Linked DNA regions of Pan troglodytes: region 2 is linked to region 1. Evidence: chromatin contacts called from public HiChIP or PLAC-seq data. All regions are on one chromosome and are shown on one strand. The core of a region is the stretch at or near the end of the contact, and the rest is flanking DNA. Distances in the headings are between cores, read along the strand shown. Region 1 overlaps CDK14 (cyclin dependent kinase 14). Region 2 overlaps FZD1 (frizzled class receptor 1).

Region 1 (5,392 bases), core at 1,440-3,939:
ACATACAAATTTGTGCACGCATACATTGTTTCACTAAACCATGTATGTTACTCAAATGAAGCTCCATTATCTTTAAATATTTAACTGTGTTTTTCTTAAAAACAAAGAATTTAGAGTGATTTTTTAAAATAAAAATAATAAATTTTTGCCCTTTTTTTCCTTTTTTTTTCCCCTCTGATTAAGGTTTTAAAAAGCAAAGTGGCTAAAAGAGAGGAAACTGGTTGATGCTTCACAAATTGGTTCATCAGCCTATGGATCCTTAAAAATTGACTATATTTTTGTGATTCAGCATTTCCAGGTCAAATGAGCTTTCAAAATGGTGAGGGGCAGGGGGAATAGCACTTGCATCTTCTGACTTCTTAAAACCCAAATTAATTTCTTAGGGACTATTTAGCCAGCAGCATAATATGAGTGAAGCTTTCTTATAAATAGTGGGCCCAAGCTGTGACGTGGCTAGTAACCACAATATTTATTACAAGGAAGTTGGCAGTCACATATAGAAAGTAGTTAGAATCAGTTCAGGTGCTGTATTTTTCTTTTTCATTTAATGTTGATTCTTGTGAATTTGGGATACAGAAGGAATTGTCTATGCCCTAAGTGCACTGTATTGTATTATTAATACCAGTATAGCAGCTGAGTCCCACTAGACAGTCTTTGTGGTCTGCTGATACTCTAAGAAGTGTCTAAGCATAAAAGGAGGCTGTTTGAGTTGAAGTGGGCTGATGGTCTGGGATGACATTTGAATGCACAGAGGACAATGTCTAAATGACAATGTCGAGAAGGAAAGGCAAAAAGAAGCTGGAAACTATTCCCGCTGTCCCATGGATACTCGTCACTCCTTCTGCGATATTCTTCACATGGGAGCTTTGTCTGGGTAGAAATGGGGAGTGGGATCAGGGAGGGCTAGACACTGGGGCCTGGGGACAAGAGCCAGGGTTTCATGTCCTTAAACACATTAAAATTCTAGACAGATAGCAAATGTAATGAAAATTGCAACCTGAATGTGTTCTGATAGACAAAGTTAAACACTTTAGCTAAAGTATTACAAGTATAATTAAGAAAAAGTTTGCAATACTCTGAATTGCTTCTGTGAATAAAGCCTTTAAGAGCATCAAATTGGTTGTGCAAATGAATGGTTTACTGAGCATCTTTTGGAATTTAGGATAGCTGCTTTCTCTGCTAACCAACGCATGCACACACACACACACACACACACAAACACACACCATTCATACAGCCAAAAAGAATAATTTTTCAGCAGTCCTTGAGTTGTGAAGATAACATCATAGATTAATCAAAGGTTACTTTTCCATTTAGGGAAATAATGTACACAATCTAGAAAAAAAAAACAAAAGTTAGAGTCATTGGTGGAAATTTATCTCATTATAAAAATAACCCTGTATGCTAAGCATGGAATCAAATACTGAACTGTTAACCTCAATATTGGGGTGAATTTTTTCCCTTTAAATTATCACCATTCTCTTAATGTAGTTTGCATTACGTATAGTGCCCTTGGATTTTTAATTGCTCTGGATTATCATTTTCAATGCAATTAGTAAAATGCCCTCAATTACATATAATAATTACTGTAAATGGGGCTATTGGCCTAATTACTATAAATGGGGAAAGATGTGTGATTATAATGTGCAATTAAATCATGTACAGTATTTATTTTACATTATTACATACAATGGTATAATGATAACACATAATTATATTGTATCTTTCCTTGGTCAACAAATCTACTCCATATTAAGATACCTAGAGTTGTGATACATTGCCAAATTAACCATCTCCGGGATCATTCTTCCTAAAATAATAGGGTTATTCTGTGGGCCAAGGCCCCACTAAGTTTAAATATAATTAAATAAACTGATTCTGCACAGGCAGGAAAAATCTGGAAGGAAAAAAATTATTTCACCTCTATTAGTTAAGAATGCCCAGATTATCCTCTTTTTGTCGGTGTCAAGAATTTAATCCTCCCTGGTGCCATACCAACCTCCACCATACCTGTTTGTTTTTATGTGAATATGTAAAAATTAACACCCCTAAATGTTGGTAACATTTAAAATATGCCTGAGAAAAAAAGAGGTTCTTTCTTCACTGTGGCAAATATTATAATCATCCCTAGTTTACAAATGCACACTTAACGAGCTTATAGCACATAATTAATTCTGCAAAGGATGCTGTTTGACAGAGTGGGATTATGAGAATTGCATATTGATAGTGGCAGGAGAAATAAATCTATTTTCTCTACGTAAGGTGGGATATATCTTGTGTTCTTTAGAAACTGGCACATCTCAGAGGTGTAGCTCTCAAAATGATCTCAGGATGGAAAGAAATCAGTAATTACAGAGCCAGGCATTCAGTTGTGTCCTAATTTTCCCACCAGTTTTTCAGTGTTTCAGCTGCCTCAGAGACTTAAAGTATTCTCATTAGGTAGCTGCAGAGGCAGCCGCTTGCCTACTCCCTCATTCTCTCACTCGCTTTTCCTTTTTTTATTTTTTTTTCCTTCCATTCCTGCCTTGGGAGTGACTGTGAAGATCATTTGCTGGAATGATTGGCAGGTTAGAGGATTCGATCAGATGAGTTCCTCTTAGTGCAGGTCAAAAAGGCTAGTTAGCAGGAGCTGTCGAAAAATGCCAGCAGCATTCGAAATGGGAAATGTCATGACTTCGAGGCAGGGGGTGCCACCTGGAACAGAAAGCTCTCGGCTCATTAGCAAGTTACAGGATGTGGGCTTAACTGGAGGGAGCAGGGAAGGAAAGATAATACCCAATAGGGAAAATGATTGTGAAGTGGAATTGATTTCATGTATAATTTGTTTATCACTAGAGGGGACAAATGCTGTCCTTCTGACATGAGCAGAGGAGTGTGGACTATGAATGAAGCAACTTAGCATAATCTCCAGGTTGAGCTTTGGATTTAAAGAAAGCAAACTTCTTTATTCTTAACTGTGGAAATGATCAGGTCATGTTACATTAATCAAAGCTGACATACTCTCAAATGTTTTATCTGGGCAATTGTGGCAATTCGACAGAAGCGGATAGAGATGGGCAACTTTAGAAAATAAGAGGGATTTTCCCCCCCTCTGCTAGTGTGGAAGACTAGCTTAGTTGCATACTGAATTATAACAGGGTTGGTGTTTATACTCAGTGGTTAGCTAGGCTGCACATATCAAACCAGGGTTCCGGATTCACGTGCAGTCTCATTGATAGAAGAGACCACATGCCCTTTGGGAGATTTGTGTCTAATCCATGTGAAAAAATGTATGTACATTTTAGAATATGACTGTGTCCTATTTTGGTACAATGTTAAAATTTTAACTTCTTTTTTTTTAAAGGAGAAGTTCTCCAATTTCATTGCTGCCTACATGTCAATTCATCTAGAATTTAATATTCTACTATAAAGTTAACAATTTACAGTAACCTTATTTACAAACAAAACTAAACTAAAAAGTTGCTGTTATAGAGGAAATTAATCTGCAGTTTATAAAAAGAGAACACAGTGGCAAAACAGAAAATAGTATTGCCTCGCATGTATTCATACTAAACTCCAAATTAAAGGCTTCCAGTATTTTTACAATGTATCAAATGAGCTTTTGTTTAAAGCCTTTTTTTAAACATAAATTCCATCCGAAAACGTATTTTGTTTTGATAAGAAACTTTTATGATATCATTTATCTTTTGGCGTGGAGATCTTCATCTTGTTAAGTCACAAATGCCACAGCTGCAAGTCTTTCTGGCTGAACACTAAAGGATGTTTACTTAGCATCCAGATTCTGGTTAAAATGTATATTTTCAAAATGTCTTTGCCTTGGGTTTCTCTTAAACATTGAGACATTTTATGAGGCAGTTGTTAAATAGCCAAGGCTTGTTTTATCAAGCAGCCTCAGACTGCTGTGTAATGTGAATAGGAATCTTAAAACCTCCTAGTCCAAAACACTGGTGCAAAATTCATTCCATTCTGTATTCAGCATAAAAAGCTTAGCATTAAGCTACTGTATATAGCTGTCAAGATATACTGCATTAGTTCTGTCAAATATAAAAATTTAAACATCAGTGTGAATCCACTCATCCCCTCATTTGGGAATTGTATTGTGTGGTCCAGAAGCTGGCCTTGAAAACAAAATTTTTATAGAATGCTGTCTGAAATGGTTCACCTAACGTTAAGATTTTTTATCTTTCACAGAAACCCAATTTGTTAATAACTGACAGATTTATTAGATTAATAAATAAACAAACCACTTTGAGGGAAAACATTGTCAAAAAAATGTTATAATAAAATAATTGGGTATAGTTGTCTACAAGTAACAAGTAGGTTTCCCAGTCTGTACCTTTAAGTAAGAAGCCCTTACCACTCAAGACAGGCAAGTTGAAGGCTCCTGGCCCTGCAGACTGCAGGGGTGAATTGGTGGTGTTTGTGCATGCCTGGTCTCATTGCCTACCCTTTTCTCCAGCCCCTCCTCTCAATTCCACATTGCAGAGTCAGCTCTGCACTCACTGACTTCTTAGACTCTCCAGTATTTTACATTCTTCTCAATCCATCTCCTCTCCATTAACTAATTGCTGGTACATATTGACATTCTTATGTTTATCATACTCTTTGTTGAACGTTTCCACAACTCTGTGGATTGAGTAACCATGTGTTAAAAGTCTTACTTTCAGTTTTGTGGGTTCTCCTCAGAGAAGGTCCCTGGATACTAAAGAAAAGAAATGATAGTTTTATCATCGTCTTTTATGTCAGCAGATCTCAAAGTGTGGTCCATATACCATGTGGATCCCCAGGGGCTTCATGCCCAGGGCCTTCATGGGGTCAAAACTGTTTTCATAATAACACTAAGATATTCTTTGCCATTTACACTGTGTTGACATTTGCACTAGTGGTGCAAAAGCAATGGAGGGTAAAACTGCTGGCTCCTTAGCATGAATCAAAGCAGTGACACTCTAAACTGTATTCCTGGGCACTGTGTCTTCACAACCACACAATTCAATTTTGGAGGGGGCAGAAAAAGCTTCACTTAATAATATTCTTGATGAGGAAATTAAAAGTAATGATTTTATTAAACCTCTACTTTTAGGTAAATGTCTTCTTAATATACTGTGTGACTAAATGGGAAGTTTGCCTAAGTCATTTCCACTGGATACCTAGTTACCATGGTTGTCTCAAGGAAAACTCTTGTACAGTTGTTTGAGTTGTAAGCTGAACTAACTGCTTTTTTCCAGGCATATGGTTTTTACTTGAAAGAATGACTGACAGGAAAAACTATGGTTATTCAGACTTGGGTATTTGGCAGACATCTTCTCAGAAAGGAACCAAAAATGAGTTCATCACCAAAGCAAAAAAAACAGTAGTAATTTGTTGATAAAATTAGAGCTTTCAATAGAAAATT
Region 2 (5,392 bases), core at 827-3,326, 130 kb after region 1:
GTTCAAAGGACTTCAGAGAGCTGTGCTTCCCAACCTCCTTTTCAATATCAAAATGTGTCATAAATTACAGTCAACACACGTACACATGCTCACATAATTGTACATTTAGTACCTGTTGCTTTAAAAAAATGCTAGCAATCAGAAATACTTTAAAGCAAAAATGCATTTTATGAAGGTACTGCTTATATAAACATTTGAAAAACAATAACATATGTATCTGAGACAAACAGATGTCATTTTGCTTTAGCAGGTAAAGATATGACTGCACCTTCTTTATAGACACCAACATGCTGGGTAGTGAAATTCTCAGAGACTTGTTAGCATGTAGTACAAGTAACACCCATCTAAGTAGTAACCTTTATGTGTAGATGAATGTTAAAGCTTCCTAATGACAGCCTGCCTCAGGTGCCCTCTTTCAGTCACCCTGAAATCACTCCCTGCTTATATGGGGAAAGTGACCTTCAATAGTTTTCTATTTTCTGTATAATTTGGCCCAAACGTTTTAGTCTGGATTAAAACCTTTTCTCCTGCCTCCCCTCAAAGTGCCTCAGCTACACTCACCTCTCTGGCCCCCTTCAGCAATTCAAGTGAATTTGAGCTTTAATCTTTTGCACCTTGCACCTACCTCTCCGTCAGAACCCCATTTCATCTGAGCTGGTTGCTTTCTATGTGCCTTTTTGGCTTTGGGATGGACACTGTAACAAGTGATTTGCATTTCTGTGCCTCACTGTACTATGCCCCTCTCTAAGGCTGGCACAGGTCTCCTTCATTTTATACTCTACGACCTAAGAGTGCTTATAGCACAATGGGTGGTTGGTATCTATTAAACAAATGAATGTGTAAATGAATGATAGAAAGTAATAGGTGAAAAGTACGCTGAGATAGAGTCTGATCACAGGCAAAAAAAAAAAAAAATTGAAGAATTAATAGTCCAATGGCACTTTTCTTATAAAACTGAATTACATAGTCAAACCATCATTTAAAATAATCTTACAAGGAAAACAACATTAATGTGCGTCTGTTGAGACGGATTATGTTGTTTTGGAATTAGGAAGAGAATGTGCAGTTCGCTGTTTGCTTTCAGACTGTTTGTTTTGTTTATTAAACTGGCGTCTCCAGCTCTGCAGCCCAGCCTGTGGAACCTAAATGGCCCAGGTCCCAGGAGTTCCCATCGGAGCCGTGGGCGTCCCCAGGGTTTAGAAAGGCTCCCCAAGGGCCCAGGCTGCCGGCGAGTGCAGCTCCCGCCGGCGCCACCTCTGCGGTCTGGAGCGGCGAGGACGATCCCAGAGAGGCGCCCCCACTGCCTCGGTCGTCGGGTTCTTAAGTTTTTCTCTCCAAAAATTTAATGGATAGTTTTCTTTTGCTTCTGTTTCTGACTTGATTAAAGAGGCGGAAAAAAAGGAGTTTGACTCCAAGAAGAATGATAGTAGCAGAAGGCGCATCTGGCTTTACTTTCCAAATTCCATCAAAGTTTGTGTTTTGTTTCATTTGACAGCGATCCCGTGAACGTCTCCTCTGGGGAAATGGCGCGACCAAAGCCCGCCAAGCCCAGCTTGCGAACTGGAGGATTTATTAATGTAATATTTTAAACAAAACCTCGACAGACACAAACTCAAAGGAAACCGTGCGCTCCTTAAGTCAAAGGCATCTGTTCTGGAAGCAGAACCCGGTTTGCTGTTGGTAACCAGCGTTAAGAGCAGGATTTTTAAACATGACAATGGATAAAAGAAAAGAAAAGCGAAGTCCCGCGGTCCTCTGACTCCTATTCATTATCTCCAGCAGCATATGGGACCATTCTCCTACGTATCCTCGCCTTTTTCTTCTGAAAAAGCAAAAGCAACCAAGCCTGTCCCGCTTCAGAGCAATCCTACTCTTTGTGCCTGAGTAGTGCCACCACTACTACTTCCTCCTCCTCCCGCCTCCTCCTACCCCGCCCGCCTGCCGCTGGCTTTAGCTCTGGCGAGGAGGCGGCCGGCTCCCTTTGCGCCGGGAAGCCGGAGCCGCGATTGGGCGACGGTCCCTGAGCCTCCAGTTCTGCGTCGGTTTCAAGGCTCCTCCCTCCTGGTGAAAGACAGACTGCGGGGCGCCTGGAAACCGGTCCGAGGGCGCGCGAGGCAGAGGAGAGGGAGCGAGTTGAGGGATTGACACAAATGGTCAGGCGGCGGCGGCGGAGAAGGAGGCGGAGGCGCAGGGGGGAGCCGAGCCCGCTGGGCTGCGGAGAGTTGCGCTCTCTACGGGGCCGCGGCCACTAGCGCGGCGCCGCCAGCCGGGAGTCAGCGAGCCGAGGGCCAGGAAGGCGGGACACGACCCCGGCGCGCCCGAGCCACCCGGGTTCTCCCCGCCGCCCGCGCTTCATGAATCGCAAGTTTCCGCGGCGGCGGCGGCTGCGGTACGCAGAACAGGAGCCGGGGGAGCGGGCCGAAAGCGGCTTGGGCTCGACGGAGGGCACCGGCGCAGAGGTCTCCCTGGCCGCAGGGGGAGCCGCCGCCGGCCGTGCCCCTGGCAGCCCCAGCGGAGCGGCGCCAAGAGAGGAGCCGAGAAAGTATGGCTGAGGAGGAGGCGCCTAAGAAGTCCCGGGCCGCCGGCGGTGGCGCGAGCTGGGAACTTTGTGCCGGGGCGCTCTCGGCCCGGCTGGCGGAGGAGGGCAGCGGGGACGCCGGTGGCCGCCGCCGCCCCCCAGTTGACCCCCGGCGATTGGCGCGCCAGCTGCTGCTGCTGCTTTGGCTGCTGGAGGCTCCGCTGCTGCTGGGGGTCCGGGCCCAGGCGGCGGGCCAGGGGCCCGGGCCGGGGCAGCAACCGCCGCCGCCGCCTCAGCAGCAACAGAGCGGGCAGCAGTACAACGGCGAGCGGGGCATCTCCATCCCGGACCACGGCTATTGCCAGCCCATCTCCATCCCGCTGTGCACGGACATCGCGTACAACCAGACCATCATGCCCAACCTGCTGGGCCACACGAACCAGGAGGACGCGGGCCTGGAGGTGCACCAGTTCTACCCTCTAGTGAAAGTGCAGTGTTCCGCTGAGCTCAAGTTCTTCCTGTGCTCCATGTACGCGCCCGTGTGCACCGTGCTAGAGCAGGCGCTGCCGCCCTGCCGCTCCCTGTGCGAGCGCGCGCGCCAGGGCTGCGAGGCGCTCATGAACAAGTTCGGTTTCCAGTGGCCAGACACGCTCAAGTGCGAGAAGTTCCCGGTGCACGGCGCCGGCGAGCTGTGCGTGGGCCAGAACACGTCCGACAAGGGCACCCCGACGCCCTCGCTGCTTCCAGAGTTCTGGACCAGCAACCCTCAGCACGGCGGCGGAGGGCACCGTGGCGGCTTCCCGGGGGGCGCCGGCGCGTCGGAGCGAGGAAAGTTCTCCTGCCCGCGCGCCCTCAAGGTGCCCTCCTACCTCAACTACCACTTCCTGGGGGAGAAGGACTGCGGCGCACCTTGTGAGCCGACCAAGGTGTATGGGCTCATGTACTTCGGGCCCGAGGAGCTGCGCTTCTCGCGCACCTGGATTGGCATTTGGTCAGTGCTGTGCTGCGCCTCCACGCTCTTCACGGTGCTTACGTACCTGGTGGACATGCGGCGCTTCAGCTACCCGGAGCGGCCCATCATCTTCTTGTCCGGCTGTTACACGGCCGTGGCCGTGGCCTACATCGCCGGCTTCCTCCTGGAAGACCGAGTGGTGTGTAATGACAAGTTCGCCGAGGACGGGGCACGCACTGTGGCGCAGGGCACCAAGAAGGAGGGCTGCACCATCCTCTTCATGATGCTCTACTTCTTCAGCATGGCCAGCTCCATCTGGTGGGTGATCCTGTCGCTCACCTGGTTCCTGGCGGCTGGCATGAAGTGGGGCCACGAGGCCATCGAAGCCAACTCACAGTATTTTCACCTGGCCGCCTGGGCTGTGCCGGCCATCAAGACCATCACCATCCTGGCGCTGGGCCAGGTGGACGGCGATGTGCTGAGCGGAGTGTGCTTCGTGGGGCTTAACAACGTGGACGCGCTGCGTGGCTTCGTGCTGGCGCCCCTCTTCGTGTACCTGTTTATCGGCACGTCCTTTCTGCTGGCCGGCTTTGTGTCGCTCTTCCGCATCCGCACCATCATGAAGCACGATGGCACCAAGACCGAGAAGCTGGAGAAGCTCATGGTGCGCATTGGCGTCTTCAGCGTGCTGTACACTGTGCCAGCCACCATCGTCATCGCCTGCTACTTCTACGAGCAGGCCTTCCGGGACCAGTGGGAACGCAGCTGGGTGGCCCAGAGCTGCAAGAGCTACGCTATCCCCTGCCCTCACCTCCAGGCGGGCGGAGGCGCCCCGCCGCACCCGCCCATGAGCCCGGACTTCACGGTCTTCATGATTAAGTACCTTATGACGCTGATCGTGGGCATCACGTCGGGCTTCTGGATCTGGTCCGGCAAGACCCTCAACTCCTGGAGGAAGTTCTACACGAGGCTCACCAACAGCAAACAAGGGGAGACTACAGTCTGAGACCCGGGGCTCAGCCCATGCCCAGGCCTCGGCCGGGGCGCAGCGATCCCCCAAAGCCAGCGCCGTGGAGTTCGTGCCAATCCTGACATCTCGAGGTTTCCTCACTAGACAACTCTCTTTCGCAGGCTCCTTTGAACAACTCAGCTCCTGCAAAAGCTTCCGTCCCTGAGGCAAAAGGACACGAGGGCCCGACTGCCAGAGGGAGGATGGACAGACCTCTTGCCCTCACACTCTGGTACCAGGACTGTTCGCTTTTATGATTGTAAATAGCCTGTGTAAGATTTTTGTAAGTATATTTGTATTTAAATGACGACCGATCACGCGTTTTTCTTTTTCAAAAGTTTTTAATTATTTAGGGCGGTTTAACCATTTGAGGCTTTTCCTTCTTGCCCTTTTCGGAGTATTGCAAAGGAGCTAAAACTGGAGTGCAACCGCACAGCGCTCCTGGTCGTCCTCGCGCGCCTCTCCCTACCGCGGGTGCTCGGGACGGCTGGGCGCCAGCTCCGGGGCGAGTTCAGCACTGCGGGGTGCGACTAGGGCTGCGCTGCCAGGGTCACTTCCCGCCTCCTCCTTCTGCCCCCTCCCCCTCCTTCTGTCCCCTCCCTTTCTTTCCTGGCTTGAGGTAGGGGCTCTTAAGGTACAGAACTCCACAAACCTTCCAGATCTGGAGGTGGGCCCCCATACATTACAATTCCTCCCTTGCTCGGCGGTGGATTGCGAAGGCCCGTCCCTTCGACTTCCTGAAGATGGATTTTTAACTGTCCAGAACTTTCCTCCAACTTCATGGGGGCCCACGGGTGTGGGCGCTGGCAGTCTCAGCCTCCCTCCACGGTCACCTTCAACGCCCAGACACTCCCTTCTCCCACCTTAGTTGGTTACAGGGTGAGTGAGATAACCAATGCCAAACTTTTTGAAG

The links. HiChIP or PLAC-seq counts read pairs in DNA pulled down with a chosen protein or histone mark.
Region 2: an H3K4me3 HiChIP or PLAC-seq map of stem cell-derived excitatory neurons shows a contact between it and region 1, with 11 times the contacts expected there. The contact joins two enhancer-like sites. A contact is called at or near these places in 1 of 7 Hi-C or Micro-C datasets (stem cell-derived neural progenitor cells) and 1 of 1 datasets of contacts at active chromatin or transcription factors (stem cell-derived excitatory neurons).

The regions. Positions count from the first base shown.
Region 1 is chr6:100,514,027-100,519,418 of NHGRI_mPanTro3-v2.0_pri, forward strand. All of the region lies in intron 14 of CDK14 (cyclin dependent kinase 14), which reads left to right. Among named protein-coding and RNA genes, the nearest start is that of FZD1, 130 kb to the right of the region's middle. Within about 2 kb of position 2,690, at least 4 of the 24 cell types and tissues checked have an H3K27ac peak or open chromatin away from gene starts, as enhancers often do. A contact at or near this core is called in stem cell-derived excitatory neurons, where this site is marked.
Region 2 is chr6:100,645,990-100,651,381 of NHGRI_mPanTro3-v2.0_pri, forward strand. FZD1 (frizzled class receptor 1) reads left to right here. Exons shown (of 1, transcript XM_016945222.4): 1 at 1-5,392. The coding sequence starts at 2,545. The coding sequence ends at 4,476. Among named protein-coding and RNA genes, the nearest start is that of FZD1, 6.4 kb to the left of the region's middle. Within about 2 kb of position 2,077, at least 21 of the 24 cell types and tissues checked have an H3K27ac peak or open chromatin away from gene starts, as enhancers often do. A contact at or near this core is called in stem cell-derived excitatory neurons, where this site is marked.